Linked DNA regions of Zea mays: region 1 is linked to region 2. A link is a contact called in public Hi-C data. All regions are on one chromosome and are shown on one strand. The core of a region is the stretch at or near the end of the contact, and the rest is flanking DNA. Distances in the headings are between cores, read along the strand shown. Region 1 holds the start of LOC103634857 (rhamnogalacturonan I rhamnosyltransferase 1). Region 2 holds the start of LOC103634848.

Region 1 (3,407 bases), core at 550-3,049, 310 kb after region 2:
TGGTCATTTGCTCAGTTCCATTTACCAGAAGTCACTCGTTACATAGTAGCCTTTGGTGCCCAGAATACTGTGATGATGGTTGGCCTGGATGGCAGGTACTTACCTTAGTGAATTAAATTTTATAATAAATTTCAAGATTTTAGGAAAAAAATGGAATATGTAGACTTCAGTGCTGGTTTGAGCAAATCTTTTTCCCACCTTCTCTGTTTTGTGGTACCTTGCAAGATGAACCATGAATGGAATATAAATTGTGGTACCTTCTCTGTTTTGGATCAAGACATTATTGGCCTTGTCATCCTCATTATCATGTCCTGTTTGAGCCACTGGAGTCATACTGGAGCCCTTGCTATTCATCTATCCTTTGGACCACCGATGTGGCGATGTCCATTGACCAGGTGTCCTTATTGAGTCATGTGGTAGTTTCATTTCAGAACGCCACATCAGTAGCCTGTTATTTATAGGTATGAAAAATACATCAGCCAGTGGAAACAACAACAGTTTGTGTCATGCCTAGAAGTGTAGAACAGTTTGATTTTGAAGATTTATTTTTGGAATAGTTTCTATTCAGTTATTTGTAGGGTTGATTTAGACGATTCTGTTCCTATCTAGCGATTGCCCCACCAACTTCCAAGCATGGCTTGTTTCAATATATAACCACGTTCCCCTCTCCAGCTTCTACAGGTGCAGCTTTGACCAAGCGAATGGAGGGCAGATGTTGCAGAGGGAACATTTCCGGTTTCTCAAGTCCGACAGCCCACCTTTCAGGACTGCAGCCGCTTGACCTGCAGCACAAGGATCATCCATCCCACCATGTAAATGTCGAAGGTCCACTGTACATATCGCCTTCTCGCCGGCGAAGTTATAGGCAGCCGGAATAAGGAGAGCTGGCTGTTGGATCGAAGCCTACAGGATTCCAACGTTCGGATCGGCGCCCCGTCCAAATTGCAGGCATTTCTTTGCCGTTCCCTCTTCTATCTTCAAACGAGAACACACACCCATTGCTGGTACAGAACATGACATAAAAGATTCAGTAACGTGATATTTGACCGTGTGGCTTTGTGGTGCCTGCAAGGCCGTGTAGCGAATCTCAGACCTGTTCTTGCCGGTGGCTTGTTGATGCTGATGACTGTTACGCACTACCTCAATGTTCTTTCTGCATGTTGTGCGATTGCGTTGCTGATTGCATGAAGGGCCTTCTTATATGCTTACTCTTTTTTTTTGTTCCTGTTAGCAATAATGATCCTTTAAGATTGTCTTCGCGGGCTTTCTTATTTACTTATTTTTCAACGAGATTTGGGAAAGGGTGGGAAAAGCACTTCGTCCACCTCCAGCGGTTGCGTCCACGGACGCCCGAGCTCGCCGGCACGCACGGTCCACGGGCAAACGTTTTGTCATAGTTTTCAGGATAGCAGAGCAAGTACCATAAGCTACGGTTAAGGGTGCGATTGGTCCTGGATTGGTCCTGGATAGATACGACAGTGACGTCCCTCTAATTTTGAGAGATAATTGGAAAACACTGAGATAGTTCTATTCTAACTTTCTGACTCTAAACCAAACAATTTTATTTGAGTGATTGTCCCACTCTGTCCTGTTCTATCATTGCAACTAAACGTATCTGAAGGAACTGACTGGGACAGTGACTTGCAAATGTAACCTCGCATCACATCCTAGAAGATCGACGGGAGGATTACGGGACAAGCTATGTACTGTAAGACCACCAATTTGGGGGTGAGTTGGGCACCGCTCCCGGCACCCGTCGCCTCTCTCGAAGCCCTCAGTATTGTAGGTAGCTATGAGTTCTTTACACGACGGCGCACAGCCAGTCTCCGGACGCAGCCGGTTTCAGAGTTCGTCTATAGTCTGCCCTCCTCACCGCACAATCGCCAGGGTTATTTATAGGTTGCCTTTCTCACTGCCCCATGGGCCCTCTCTCATATACATCATTCATCACCTGTGAAACGTTTGTTGGGCCGCGGTACTCGATGACTTCTCCTGGGTTGTTCTCTGCTCGGCCCAGACGTGTGGTCTTCCTGATGCACCTCTTGGCCCACGTCTCCGGCGCCTTTGTCTTGCTTCTCTTCTTCAGTACAGTCGTTGACATGTACTGCTGTATAATTCGACATGTGCAGAGTTTCCGAAGCTTCTGAGGGCGTGTTTGAGGGCGTTTCTGATAAATTTAGCTGATTATTAATCGCCGTGTGTTGAGGGCGTTGTTTACGACTTTCGACTTACCACCCAGGCACCCACCATGTCCATGAGGCGGAGTGCATGAGCCAAATGCCCAGCGCCGTGCCCGTGCGTGCCGACGCACGCAGCCACCTCCGGCCTCCCTTCGCATAAACACCCCTCCCCCGACCGACCCTTCCCACTGTCTCTGCTCGGCCGCTCTCCCTCCCCTTTCCATCGTCTCCCCCTCCCACTCGTCGTGTTCCTCATCCTCCTGCTGGTAGGTAGCAGCAGCGGCAGCAGTAGCAGCCAGGGAGGCGGTACTGATTGGGTGGTAGGTAGGTGGAGGCCGCGGCCGCCAGGGATGGTGGCCGTCGGCGGTGTGCGGCGGAAGCGGGCGTGGCGGTGGGCCATGCGGGCGGTGGCCAGCGCCGTCGTGTGGACCGCGGTCGTGCAGGTCGCCTCCATCGCCGGGCTGTTCCGCCCGCGGGTCGTCGCCGACTGCGGCGGGAAAGGCGGCGGCGGCGCCGCGGCCGGGCTCGCCGCTCTCGCCGGCGAGGACAGCGCCGCCGCGAGGCTGTCGCCGCCGGCGCTCGTGCCCAAGAGTGAGTGGCCTCGCCTTCCTTCGTAGCGGCGATCTAGGGGGGAAGCTCGCCCCCCTCCCCGATTTGGCAAGTGATATACATAGTAGGTCAAAAAGGGGACGTTGTTGTGAGCTTGGCAAAAAAAATGTGGCTTCAGGCCTTCATCCCTATCTTCCATACGCTACATTTAGGTAGCGTTTGGTTCGGTGTCAACGAGGGATGGGACGGGATCAAGTCTGGGCTGACCCGTCCCTTATTTTTTGAGGGATGACCTCATCCACCATTTTTGAACAATATTCCTTGATCCTGAGTCTGGATCTCTAAACCAAACGCGGGTCAAGTTAAAATGATTCCATCTCATCCCTCTTCGTCCTTCCTCGTCCTTCCATCCAAACACATCTAGAGCTCATTCCGATGCTTAGTAGAACCACTGTTGTTCATAGCATTTAGTACTAGTGATCAGGGGGGACTCCTTCGTTCTGTATGCTGAAGGCCGAGCGTTGTTCAGTTCCTTCAGACACGTGGTGATCAGGATCGATGCCAGTTAGCGTATCTTGTTGTCTCAGCCGTCCTTGTTCCTGTTCCTGTCGGCGCTAGAGCTGATTGGGTTTCCCTGATACCCCCCCTACAGGAATTTACAAGAGCAACGGCTATCTA
Region 2 (2,932 bases), core at 229-2,728:
TTATAAAAAATATAGGGCACATTATGAAGTGATCCAAATATCTATAAGTCTACTACCCTTATTTTCTAGCTCATCCTCAACATTTTATTTCCTAAAAAATATAATTTATTTATTAAAATACACTATTTAGGATTTAATTGTTAAAGCTTAATTTATCTTAAATGCACTAAACATTTTAACTAATAATATAATATTTTAAATTTTAGGGGACTATTTTAAGACACCCTGTTGAAAATGCTCTAATAAAACAACGACTTGCTTAATGAAAACGAGGCAGTGCCGGCAAGAGACCATATTGTCCAAATATTTTACTGTGCGTTACTGTGAAGAGTGGACATAATTAGCTCTAAAATGATTTAAAATTTGTTATTTAAAGTGATTTTTATGAATTACTTCGCCAGCATATTCCATACATATAGATAAACTATAGTTAGATCAAAGACAAAACGAAAGGACCTGAAGTATAATCTGCTTGTTAAGTTACCTCGGCAACCGGTCTTGTCACTGAGGAGTTATTTGTGATTATGATCATCTCGTCGCGCGGCTTCACCTCTTTGGTATCTCGCACCTCGTCATCGCCAGATTGGTATTGCTGTTGTGCACCACTCGCGGGATTGGGTTCGTTTTCATATGCCTGACTAATTTGCCCTTCTCTTTTGCCCAGTCTCGTCGCAATGACGATGAGCCTCATCGATCTCTGGCCATGGATGAAGACGTCGCGGTAGCGCCTGAGCGCGCGCCCGGACCTCCAGCGCCGCCTTGACCCACGGCGACATCTCCAGGGCGGCCGTGACCAGGCCGAGCGCCGCCGCCGCGTCGTCGGTGTCCTGCGCGACCGCAGCGAGAGCCGCCCGTGCCTCGCCGAGGTACGTGCGAAACCGTACAAGGAGGAAAAGGACAACGAAATAAATCAAGCCACGTCCTCAAACAACGCATCACACGGAACGGAAGAGCCATCTGGAGACAAAAGGTGAGAGCGCCTGGTGAATGGAAACAACAAGAGTGGCACCTCAGGCTCTCCTCTCGGGATTGCAAAGAGTTTCTTGGCCGGAGCGGAGGAAGGGGACGGTGGCGCCATTGCGTCCCGCTAGGCATCAAGTCCATGTGCAACAGGTGTTCAACACGTACCTCGGCGAGGCGCGGGCGGCTCTCGCTGCGGCCGCGCAGGACACCGACGACGTCGACGCGGCGGCGGCGACGCTCGGCCTGGTCACGGCCGCCCTGGAGATGTCGCCGCGGGCCGAGGCGGCGCTGGAGCTCCGGGCGCGCGCTCCTCACGCTCAGACGCTACCGCGACGTCTTCATTCATGGCTGGAGATCGATGAGGTTCGATGACCGGACTGGGCGAAAAGGAAAGGGTAAATTAGCCATTCGTATGAAAATGAACCCAACCGGACGAGTGGTGCACGACAGCAATACCAATCTGACGATGACGAGCTGCGGGATACCAAAGAGGCGAAGCCGCGGGACAGATGATCATAATCATAAATAACTCGTCACTGAGCGGCGACCGAACCGCCGCCTCCTCCCCTCATGGCGTCGTCGCCGCCGCCTGGACCTCCGTCGTGGTCGGTGACACTGAGCCTGAAGCACCGCGGGGGGCTAGAAATCCGCGCCGCCGCGGAGAACGTGCTCCCGGGGTGGGGCCGCGGCGGGGAGCGCTTGTCCCTACTGCTCCGGCTCCGCCGCCGCCTCCTCCTCTCCGTCACGTCCCAATGTGGCGGCCGTCGAGCGGCGTCCACAGAGCCGGGGACGCCGCCGCGCGGGAGCAGGGTCGTCCGCCTCCTGCGCAGCGCGTGGGCACGGCTGCCGCGGGCCACCTCCATCTGGAGGCGCAAGAAGCAGGCCCCGGCGCGCGTTGTGCCGCGGGACCGCCGGGGCCAGGTAATCCGGTCTCCCCTGTTCTTCTTGAAACAATCGCGTCATCCGCAGAGTCCAACACCGGCGCGGCCTGGCTTCTGGGCAGTGGCATGGACGCCGACGTCGGCGGCGACGCTGCGGTTCGTAGCCGTTGTCGTCGCCATCGCTGCCGTCCTCGCCGTGGCGTTGGCTATCGACGCGGCGTTCCGCGTCACGGTAAGCCACCTATCCCGGTTCCAGCGTCTTGGATTCGCCAGTTCGAGCATGGAATAGCTCTGAATTTGAACTCGGGTGGGCGTGCACCGGCTGTTTCTTGCAGGACGACCTCGGTAACCGCAGAGGAGGCTGGGACAGCAAACCAATCGCGCGCTGGGCCACGTTCTTGGAGTTGATGGAGCATCCTCCTCTCCCCTGGAACTACAACTACAAGTGGCTGCCGGGTGCGCCGAAACGAGGGCTGGAGTGGATCTTCAGCAAGTAGATATTCCGTCAGATGAAAGACACCTGTGTATGAGCTACGAACGTGTATCTCAGGTTAATTTAGAGTTTGTGTTATAGATGATGGCTGGGATCTATATCTGCATGACATGAGCATGGCAAGCATTCAAGTTAACAAGTTGGTTTTAGCCAATTCAGTTTGATCTGGTTTTGTCGTTTTGTGTGCGTTTGCAATACTGATTCAGTCGGTTTCAACATGGTTATGTGTTTATATAAAATAAATTGGTCTTGAACATTTCTTTTTTTTAAAAAAAGGGTTGACACAGCAGGGGTCTGTCAATGTGAGAGTTGAAGTTCAGAGCAGACAGGGTCCGGCTGCGTTCTGTAGCTTTTTGACGAACTTTACTCACAATAGTCAGGAGTCAAATGGATTAGCATCATATTTGTATTAACATTTCATGACCCTCCTAGAATCGCTAACAACCAACAACTCACAAATCCAGATTCCCACAGCTATACAGTGAGGCGAGATTATGACGAAAACCAACACTAAAGAAACTAATAGGTGAAGGAAACATGAATAAATAAAAACTAACAGGTGAAGGAGACATTAATATTTTGAAACAGACGCTAT

What was found. Hi-C and Micro-C count contacts between places; a contact is called where the count stands out from the background.
Region 1: a contact with region 2 is called in a Hi-C map of tassel, with 4 times the contacts expected there. The contact joins the promoter of LOC103634857 here to the promoter of LOC103634848 in region 2. A contact is called at or near these places in 3 of 25 Hi-C or Micro-C datasets (ear, endosperm and tassel).

What each region holds. Positions count from the first base shown.
Region 1 is chr8:17,288,198-17,291,604 of Zm-B73-REFERENCE-NAM-5.0, forward strand. LOC103634857 (rhamnogalacturonan I rhamnosyltransferase 1) reads left to right here and starts at 1,800. Exons shown (of 7, transcript XM_020542522.1): 1 at 1,800-2,771; 2 at 3,382-3,407. The coding sequence starts at 2,531. It overlaps LOC100501577 (Autophagy-related protein 18c), which reads left to right. Exons shown (of 5, transcript NM_001196268.1): 4 at 1-95; 5 at 673-1,138. The coding sequence ends at 781.
Region 2 is chr8:16,977,772-16,980,703 of Zm-B73-REFERENCE-NAM-5.0, forward strand. It overlaps LOC103634848, which reads left to right and starts at 1,479. Exons shown (of 2, transcript XM_008657442.4): 1 at 1,479-2,076; 2 at 2,180-2,593. The coding sequence starts at 1,534. The coding sequence ends at 2,341.